2 separate regions of the Anser cygnoides genome follow, and region 1 is linked to region 2. The links are chromatin contacts, called in public Hi-C maps. All regions are on one chromosome and are shown on one strand. Each heading gives the region's core, a stretch centred on a gene start, on an enhancer-like site or on the middle of the called end of the contact. The rest is flanking DNA. Distances are from core to core; before and after follow the strand shown.

Region 1 (5,145 bases), core at 1,607-4,106, 230 kb after region 2:
GCCCTTTGCTCACCAGGGCACTGTGAGGCAGCGTTAATGAGAGCTGCATTAATGAATTTGGAACAACCTCAGCAAAAATAAAACCAGGAGAGGTTGTGAGCCTGGCCGACTTCTGCACAGCTCCAGAGGCCTCCCAGCAGCGACATGAGGAAAAGCAAGCGTCATATCCTGCACCTCTGAGGGCAGAGCGTAGCCCTGCACTGACTTCTCTCTGATTTCTGGATAATCCCTGGGGGCACGGGGTGACTCCTGCAGCCCAGTGGCTACAGGGTTAAGCTGAGGACTGCAGGCATACATGCCACCGCTGACTCAGAGCTGGTGAGGAAGGATTTACATGCACACAAACCAAAACAATCCTTCCCTCTGTGCCTCTCAAGGACACCAAACACACCTGGAAGGTCTGTAAAGTGCACACGCTGGAGGTGGTTTTGGTTTTGTCTCCATCGTGAAATGGCTGGTTATGCCCTCAGCTACTCAGCACCCACAAGGGACAGGGCACCCTAGTGCTGAGCTCCCAGACACTGCTTGGTTTTTCCCCTGCTCTGCAGGCACCAAAGCCCACTTGCTCCGGTCCTCTGCAGCCCCTGGACACCAGGAGGGAGCTCCAGGTCCCTGATGTGACGCACCATAACAGCAGCAACCTCTGTAGCCTGAGAAACCTGGGCTCAGCACAGGAAGGGGAGCAGCAGCCTTCTGCCAAAAAACGGAGCTGTCGCCTTCTTCTGTGGGCAAGAAATAGCACATATGGTGAATTTGAAGATATAGAAATACCCAGAACTTGGCAGCGCTGCTTAAGCAACAGCGCTTGCCTCCCCTTCTTTTAGTAACATGGAGCTTTGCTCTGAAAACGTCAGACTTTGCATGAAGAAATCCCTGAGAGCCATGCCTCCCTTCTCCTGAATCCTGATATTTGCATGCTACAAGGCTATTGCTCTTGGGCAACCAGGAAAAATGGAAATCATACATGAGAAGCAGGAGGGAGGAAAAAAATAATATGTGAAAGGACAGGAAAGCTAACTTCTGTTGATGCTAGGTGCAACCCGAGTCCCTGCAAAGCGGCGCTGCCACCAAACCTCTCACCAGCCCCAGCAAGGTCAGGCTGGGGTAGCTGTGGTGTGCTACAAGCATCCGCCAGGGCTGTGCTCGGAGCACTTTGTGTGTGCTGTTTGTACATTTAAACCTCACAGGCACCACCACCAACCACCAGCTGTACGTTCGGAGGGGCCAGGTGCTGGGGCGGCTGTGCTCACCGCAGCGGCGTGCTGCGTCACTGACACAGCCCGGCACGGTTTTGGGGGTTTACACGCGTACAGCACAATTTTCAAGCAGTGACCACACAACTGGCTGCCTACAACAACGCAGCGCCCTGCGGGTTCCAGCTTGGTTTAGGGGTGATGCTGTGAGGTGCTGGGTCAGCCACCACGCACCAAACCCTCAGCTTTCTCAGCACAACCCTTCATGGCTGTTACTGAGGGCTTGGGACACGCTGGCGAGCCCCAAAACAACACCAAGTCCCCCAAGGGTGCCATTTGGAGGAGCTGAGGCGAATCCCCCGAAGAGTGGTCAGGCATTGGAACGGGTTGGATAGGGAGGTGGTGGTGTAATTGTTTCTGGGGGTGTTCAAGGAAAGGTTGAACATGGTGCGTAGGGACATGCTTTAGTGGGTGATAGCCCCCCAAAGGTGCCATTTGGAGGAGCTGAGGTGAATCCCCCGAAAAGCAGTCAGACATTGAATGGGATGCACAGTGAAGTGGTGGCATCACTGTCCCTGGGGGTGTTCCAGGAAAGGTTGGACGTGGTGCTTAGGGACATGGTTTAGTGGGTGATAGCCCCCCAAAGGTGCCATTTGGAGGAGCTGAGGTGAATCCCCCCAAAAGCACTTAGGCATGGGAATGGGTTGTGCAGGGAGGTGGTGGTGTCACTGTCTCTGGGGATGTTCAAGGAAAGGTTGGACGTGGTGCTTAGGGACATGGTTTAACGGGCGATAGTCCCCCAAAGGTGCCATTTGGAGGAGCTGAGATGAATCCCCCAAAAAGAGGTCAGACATTGAACGGGATGCACAGTGAAGTGGTGGCATCACCGTCCCTGGGGGTGTTCGAGGAAAGGCTGGATGTGGTGCTTAGGGACATGGTTTAGTGGGTAATAGCCCCCCAAAGGTGCCATTTGGAGGAGCTGAGGTGAATCCCCCCAAAAGCAGTTAGGCATTGGAATGGGTTGTGCAGGGAGGTGGTGGTGTCACCGTCTCTGGGGATGTTCAAGGAAAGGTTGGACATGGTGCTTAGAGACATGGTTTAATGGGCGATAGTCCCCCAAAGGTGCCATTTGGAGGAGCTGAGATGAATCCCCCAAAAAGTGGTCAGACATTGAACGGGATGCACAGTGAAGTGGTGGCATCACCGTCCCTGGGGGTGTTCAAGGAAAGGTTGGACGTGGTGCTTAGGGACATGGTTTAGTGGGTAATAGCCCCCCAAAAGGTGCCATTTGGAGGAGCTGAGGCGAATCCCCAGAAAAGCGGTCAGACATTGGAACAGGATGCCCTGGGAGGCGGTGGTCACCATCCCTGGGGGCGTTCACGGAAACGTATGTGGTGCTTTAGGAACATGGTTTAGTGTGTGACAGTGGTAGCAGGGTGACGGTTGGACCAGATAATCTTGGCGCTTTCCAACCTTAACAATTCCACGATTCCCATTCTAGGATTCTACGCTCCCTCACCCCCCCTCTTCTATCCCCCCCCCCAACATGGCCGCCATGCCCCTGTGAGAGGGAGGGGGCACCAGGCGGCACCGCGCACGCGCACGCCCGTACGACTGTAGTCGTGCGGCGAGGGGAGGGGGGCGGAGCGGCAGCGCGCATGCGCCCGGCGTTTCCTTAGCAACCAGGCGGGTCCCGGCCGGGCGGAGGCCGCGGCGGAGCCGGGGGCTCGCGTAGATGTGCAGCCCGGGGAGGGCGCCCCCTGGGCCGGCCCCGGCCGGGGACCTGCCCCCGGAGTGGGAGACGGACGACGAGCGCATGGCTTTCCTCTTCTCGGCCTTCAAGCAGAGCCGCGAGGTGAACAGCACTGAGTGGGACAGCAAGATGGCCTTCTGGGTCGGGCTGGTGCTGGCCCGCGGCCGCCGCCGCGGTGCGGTGCGCACCTGCCTGAGGGAGCTGCAGCACGGCTTCGAGAGGCGAGGCAGCGTCCCGCTGGGCCTCGGCACGGTGCTGAGGGAGCTGCTCAGGTACCGGCGGGGGTGGCGTGGGGTCAGAGGGGTCCGGGGCGGGGGGAGATGGGGGTTGGGAGGGCAGGGAGCGTGGGGAGGGGGCGTAGGTGGGTTGTGAGGGGGTGGGGGGGATCTGGGATATGCACGCAGCTGTTATGGGGTTTAGGGGATAAGTGGGGGGCTGTAGGGCAGCCTGTCCCCCCTTTATGGGGTGCTAGGGAGTAGTGGGGGGCTGTAGGGCAGCCTGCCCCCCAATTTTAGGGCTCAAAGGAAAAGTGAGGGGCTGCAGGGCAACCTGCCCCCCCGTTATGGGGCTTAAGGGTATAGTGGTGGGGCTGTAGGACAGCCTGCTTCCCCCGTTATGGGGCTTAAGGGAATATTGGGGGGCTGTAGGACAGCCTGCCCCACTGTTATGGGGCACAAGGGAGCAGCGGGGGGCTGTAGGGCAGCCTGCCTGTCCCTGTTATGGGGTTCAAGGGAATAGTGAGGGGCTAAAGGGCAGTCTGGGGGGGTCTCTGTGCATAGTTTTGAGGGGAGCCCTGCGTGATGGGGGTGCACAGAAAGGGGGTCTCACACCTGGAGGAGTGCTTAGCACTGTGGTGGGGAGCCTGTAGTGGGGTGCGTAGAAAAAGGGGTATTGGGGATGTATGGGGGGGCCGGGGCTGCTTCAGGAGGTTGGTGTTGGAAGGAGAGGAGCTTGAAAGCTGCCCGCTGTACCCACAGCAGGGAGAGTGCAGCAAGATGCCAGGTAAATGCTGGGGCACAGGGAGATGTGAAGCGAGGCTTGGGGCTGCTCATGCCCGCAAGTGCTGAGCACTGGGGGTGAGCACGAGGAAGCTTTGTGCCATGCCACAGCTTTGCAAAGCAGAGGGGAGCGCAGAGAGGCTGCGAGGGAACGGGGGTTGTGTTGTGTAGGGGGGAGGAGGGAGCTCTGAGCGACGTAAAGCAGGGTCAGGGGTCACAGGCTCGAGGCTGTGCCCCACGAGGGACGCGCCTTGGGGCTCGCAGGAGGTAGGGGAGAGCAGGAGCTCCGAGGGAGATGCTGTGCTGGGAAGACGCGGGTGCAGGAAGGAGCTCTGCGTTAAGTTGGGTTACGTTCCCTGAAACAGTGCTTGTGGAGAGCCGGCAGCAAACGGCATGTGCTGTCCTACAGGCGTGCAGGAATGGTTGTAGGCTGGTGCTTGCAGTGAGGTGTTTTGTCTTGTGAAACCGTAGCCTGGGACTGATGGCCTGAAAATGTTCCAAACCAGCGGGGGTTAGCTGAATCTGCACGTGTGTGCCGTAACTGCTGTCACGTCTAGAGGTTTCACTTCTTTGTTTGTGATTTAGTGCACAGATGAAGTAGTCTTGAAACTTGCAAGTGGCCTTCCACGCTTCATCAGTTGCAAGTAAGAAAACAGAGAAGCTTGTGAAACTGGAAGAAATTTTCTTGTGCCCAGAGAAAGCCTGGGAGGAGAGGGAACCTTTGTGCGTTTTGTACGCATCAGCAATGTGTCACATTTTAGCTAGAAGCTGTTAGAAAACTCTGCTAGAACTGTGGAAGCACAGCACGTAGAGCGATGTTTTGATTAGTAGTTCTCCATGCTGACACTTTTCCTTGCTGCCAGCAGAAGGGATTAAGGCTGACCGTACTCAGTTCTGCCTCTGTCTTTTCTCTAGGCGCGGCAAGATGCAGAGGGAGTCAGACTTCATGGCCAGCGTGGACAGCAGCTGGATCTCCTGGGGCGTGGGAGTCTTCATCCTGAAGCCCCTGAAGTGGACTCTCTCGAGTGTGCTGGGCGACAGTAAGGTACCCGAGGAAGAGGAGGTTCTGATTTACGTGGAGCTACTTCAGGTGAGCGTTGCTGAGAGTTTCCTCGAGGTTATGCATCTCTAGAAAAATCCATGAGGAACTTTATGTGCTAGCAAAGAAGGATCAGGATTGAATAGAAGGCTACCGTCAGGC
Region 2 (5,036 bases), core at 130-2,629:
TGCCCCCCCAGGGGATATTTAGGGGGGGTCTGGGGTGTACCCTGCCCCTTTTGGGGGGGGTCATTGGGGTGCCCCATGCCCCCGGGGGATGCTTAGGGGGGGTCTGGGGGTGTCCTGCCCCTTCTGGGGGGGCTCAGTGGGGTACCCCATGTCCCCAGGGGATGTTTAGGGGGGCCTGGGGGTGCCCTGCCCCTTTTGGGGGGGATCATTGGGGTGCCCCATGTCCCCAGGGGATGCTTAGGGGGGGTCTGGGGGTGCCCTGCCCCTTCTGGGGGGGCTCAGTGGGGTACCCCATGTCCCCAGGGGATGTTTATTGGGGTCTGGGGGCGCCCTGCCCCTTTTGGGGGGGGTCATTGGGGTGCCCCATGTCCCCAGGGGATGCTTAGGGGGGTCTGGGGGTACCCTGCCCTTTTTGGGGGGGGTGTCAATGGGGTGACCTGTGCTCTTGGGGCTGCTTAGGGGGGTCTGGGGGACGCCCTATCCCTTCTGGGGGGGGGGGCATTGGGGTGCCCCATGCCCCCAGGGGATGTTTATTGGGGTTTGGGGGGCGTCCTGCCCCTTTTTGGGGGGGGGTCATTAGGGTGCCCCATGCCCCAGGGGCTGCTTAAGGAAGTCTGGGGGGCACCCTGCCCCTTTTGGGGGGGTCAGTGGGGTACCCCGTGCCCCCGAGGGATATTTAGGGGGGGGTCAGGGGGTGCCCCGCCCCTTTTGGGGGGGTCAGTGGGGTGCCCCATGCCCCCAGGGGATGTTTATTGGGGTCTGGGGGTACCCTGCCCCTTTTGGGGGGGTCATTGGGGTGCTCCATGCCGCCGGGGGATGTTTATTGGGGTTTGGGGGGCGTCCTGCCCCTTTTTGGGGGGGTCATTGGGGTGCCCTGCCCCTTTTGGGGGGGTCAGTGAGGTACCCCATGCCCCCAGGGGATATTTAGGGGGGGTCAGGGGGTGCCCCGCCCCTTTTGGGGGGGTCAATGGGGTGCCCCATGCCCCCGGGGGATGTTTATTGGGGTCTGGGGGTACCCTGCCCCTTTTTGGGGGGGGGTCAATGGGGTGCCCTGCCCCTTTTGGGGGGGTCATTGGGGTGCCCTGCCCCTTTTGGGGGGGGGTCAATGGGGTGCCCTGCCCCTTTTTGGGGGGGTCATTGGGGTGCCCTGCCCCTTTGGGGGGGGGTTCCCGGGGGGGGGGTCTGCACGGGCTCCGCGGGGTTACGGGGCCGGGGGATGCTCCGCGCCCCCCCCCCCCCCCCCTCCCGGTGCCACGGCGGCAGCGCGGTGCTGGGGGGGGGGGGGGAACGGGACGGGGGGGGGGCAGGGGGCGGGGCAAGGGGCGGGGCTTGAGGTGCCGCCGGCCAATGGGGGCGCTCCCCGTGCCGCCGGCAGAGCATGCGCCGTGCGGGGCGGGGGGGGAGGAAGAGGAGGAGGAGGAGGAGGAGGAGGTAGGGATGGGGGCATGGGGATGGGGAATTGGGGCTTGGGATTGGGATTGGGGATTGGGATTGGGATTGGAACCGGGATGGGATGGGAGTGGGGCGGGAACTGGGATGGGACTGGGAGAATGGGGATAGGAGCTGGGATTGGGATTGGGATTGGGACTGGGATGGGATGGGATCGGGGTGGGATTAGGACGGGATTGGGATTGGGGTGGGGATGCAGGGACCAGCACCCGGTCAGGCTTCGCGCAGCCGTGCCCACCACGAAGCTGCTCACCTCAACCCCCCCCCCCCCCAAAAATAAAAAAGCCGCTGCCCGCTTTCGCGATGCCCAAACGTGGGATTTGGGGCTCAGCCCCCCGGTGGGATTTTGTGGGGTTTTTTTTTTGGGGGGGTCTTTTTTTGGTTTTGGGGGGGGGGGCTTGGGGTCAGCCCCGCGCGGGGTGTCGGGAAGCGAGGCGTCGGGTGATGGAGCGCCCGGCGTCGCCTTCCCGCTTATGGGGGGGGTGTTTGCAATCGGGGTCGATGGCTTTTGGGAAGCTTTGGGGCGTGAATTTAGGGGAAACGGGGCTGGAGAGGGGCTCTGCCCGACCCCACCGACCCCACTGGCTCCCACCCCGTCCCCGTGCCGTTACCCACGGGCATCGCCGACCCGTGCGGCGGCTCGGGGGGCTCAGGGGGGGCCCCCCCCAGAGGCCGTCCCCATCCCCCACGGGTCGGGTGCTGGGACCCTCGGCGCTGCCCCTTTTTGCCGCCCCGGGGGGGCTCGAGCAGAAAACCCCGGCCACGCGCCGCCAGGACGCCCGTGAAGGTCAGCAGAGGTGGGGGCTCCGGGGGGGGGGCCTCCGCTAGCCGTCGCCGGCCTCTCCCTGCCTTTTGTTGGGCAGCTGGGGGGGGAAAGTCGGGGTCGGGCGGGTTTGGGGCGATGGGAGAGACCCCCTTGGGGGGGATAATTGGGGTGGGATACGGGGGGAGCGTGCCCCCTGCCCGGCTGCGGGGAAAGGAGGCGGCACACGTCCCCAGGTGGGGATGTGGTGGTGCCAGCGGGGCAGCCCTTTGCCTCGCTGGGATGGGAGCCAACGCGTGAGCCCTGTGGGTGGCACCGGGTGGCACCGGGTGGCCCGTGCCGGCGGGGTAGCACCCAGCCCCGGGGGGGGCAGCCGCGGGACCCACCCCGAGGCAGGGTTTGGGGAGGGAAGGAGGGCGTTCAGCTCTTGCCGAGGAGTCGGGGGATTTTGGGGTACCTCCGCGGGGGGCACCGTCAGCCTGGGGGAATTCATCCCCCCCCCGTTTCGGGGAGGAGAAGGGGTTAAGTCAAGGCATCCAGGCTAAGCCTCGGCGGGAGGAGGCCAAAACCTCCCAGGCAGAGCCTTTCCTGGAGAACAAAGCTCGCAAAGCGGCAGTGAGCCCGTAAAACCCCCGGGAACGTGGGTGCCGGGGCAGGGGCGCAGCGCGGGGAGCCGGCCCCCAGGGGACGGGGACCCCGCGTGCCTCCGAGGCTCCCTCCAGGCTCATCCTCGCCACCCCGGGCAGGACCGTGCCCGGCAGACCCGTCCCGATCCTATTTTCGGAAACAATTGTTTGGCCAGGCTTCAGAAATGCCTCGGGCCTGGATTTTTGGAGGAGACCGAGCTCCAGCCACCGGCAGGAGGGCAGGAGCCCGGCGCGGGGCAGGATGCGGCCCCGCACGGAGCTGTGCAAGGGGCGCTCGGTGCAGAAACCCCCCCCGGGGGCTGCAAGCCACGTCCCCCTCCTGCTCTGGGACACCCCGAGCAGCAAAGGGGCAGCCACGAGGCAGCGTGCGCCCGTGGGTGGCGGATGCTGGCAGCGCCGCGGGTGCTCCCATCCCCGTGGGGGTGCGCACGGCTCCTTTCCCCAATCCTCTGCCAGAGCGGGGTCAAAGTTTCAAGCTGTGGGTAGGGAAAGCCCCGACCCTACAGCCTGGTGGTGCTGGTTGCTCCGCCGCTGCTCGCAGAAAACCCCAAGGACTGGAAAAGGGGTCTGGGACCGGGCTGGGACAGCCGGTGGGCGCACGGAGGCGGCGGACAACGAAGCCCAGGCCCGGCACGGGGAGGGCAGAGCTGGTTTTTTCTTTTCTTTCGGTGCGCCCTCGTGAATCCCAGATCCGCCGTCCGCCTCCCAGCCAAGCTTTTCCAAGAAGGCAAGGCTGGGCCCCGCGCCAGCCCCTTGGGTGCTGCCCAGGGTGGACGTGCCTGGCCTCCGGGTGCGCTGCTTGGCACCCGGCGGGTGCCAGAGGGCGAACCCCGGGCTCCGCTTTTATTGATCCCCGGCGTAAAGGAAAGGGAGCAGAGAGGGCAAGGACTGAGTCTGGGCAGGTACTGTACGGGCTTCTGCACTTTTGGCTGGGAAGGAATTGGGTTCATCGTAATTAGCGCGGTTAAAGTGTAACCTTAATGAGAACGCCGCCCCTGGCCCCGGGCTCCTGGACCCTTAGGGGTGGGCCGCCGGTTTCCTCGCCCAGCCCGGGGCCGTGGGAGCCGGGACGAGCTGGCTGCGGGCTGGGACGCGGGCGTTTGGCACCAGTTTGGCACCAGCGTTGGCATCCAGCGCCGGCCTCCTGTCCCGCTCCGGGGATCTGCTGGCTGTGCCGCTTGCAGAGCCACCCGTGCAGGATCAGGCCCGTGCCCGCACGCTCCTGCCGGCTTTCCAACCGCTTTGCTTCTCTCCCCGCAGGGCCCCCGAGGTGCTGCGGAGCTGGGGAGCCCCCGGGAGCCGTGTCCCAGCCCTCGGCACGCGGCTACGGTGAGCGAGGGGCGCAGGGTGCTGGGGAGGTGGGCTCAGAGGGGTTGGGAGCAGCAGCGAACACCCAGCACCCGGTCCCTCCTTGGACCTAAGTGCTTTTGGCGCTGACCGTGCAGAGTTTTACCCCCCCCCCCGGCTCTGGCCTGGGGCTCCCCGGTGCAGAAATGTGCTGTCCTCTGCTGCCACCTCCTGATGGAGCCGGGGGGCAGGAGGCTGCGCACCCCTCCTTTGGGGGAACCCGGCCAGCAGGAGAATCCCGCGGCAGGGCTCTCAGCGCCGTCCTGTAGCTCGCACCGGAGCCTCTGGGGATGCTGAAGCTGACGGCGGCACGCGCCTTCTCTTTCCAGCATCCCCCAGCACCATGACCCGCATCGCAAACCTGCGGGGCTGCTGCCTGCTCGCGCTGCTCTGCCTCCTCCCGGCGCCGCGGGCACGGGCCGGCGGCGATGCCGCGGCGCCGCCGGCGCTCTCGGCGGCCTCCTTCCTGCAGGACCTCCTGCGGCGCTACGGCGAGAGCGAAACCCTGAGCCTGAAGCAGCTCAAGGCCCTGCTGAACCGCCTGGACGTGGGAGTGGGGCACGCCAACGCCTCCCAGCCGCCGCAGCAGCGCGCCAACCTCTCCCGGGTAAGGCAGGGGCTTCGGGGACCCCCCCCACACACACACCGTGGGGTGGCCGCCCCGCACTGCCCCGGGGGTCTCGAGGCAACCTCTCCGTCTCTTCTTCCCCCTCCCCAAGTGCTTCAGCTCCGTGGAGCTTTTCGCCATCCACAACCTGAGCGAGGGCTCCGCCGTGGGGCGCGGCGAGTTCAAGGAGTTCTGCCCCACCATCCTGCAGCAGCTGGAGTCG

What was found. Hi-C and Micro-C count contacts between places; a contact is called where the count stands out from the background.
Region 1: a contact with region 2 is called in a Hi-C map of liver, with 2.0 times the contacts expected there. The contact joins the promoter of CHMP7 here to the promoter of SLC39A14 in region 2. A contact is called at or near these places in 2 of 7 Hi-C or Micro-C datasets (both in liver).

Annotation. Positions count from the first base shown.
Region 1 is chr26:2,455,238-2,460,382 of Taihu_goose_T2T_genome, forward strand. CHMP7 (charged multivesicular body protein 7) reads left to right here and starts at 2,857. Exons shown (of 10, transcript XM_048045779.2): 1 at 2,857-3,218; 2 at 4,860-5,034. The coding sequence starts at 2,929.
Region 2 is chr26:2,228,835-2,233,870 of Taihu_goose_T2T_genome, forward strand. It overlaps SLC39A14 (solute carrier family 39 member 14), which reads left to right and starts at 1,380. Exons shown (of 10, transcript XM_066983427.1): 1 at 1,380-1,431; 2 at 4,120-4,188; 3 at 4,536-4,813; 4 at 4,926-5,036. The coding sequence starts at 4,550.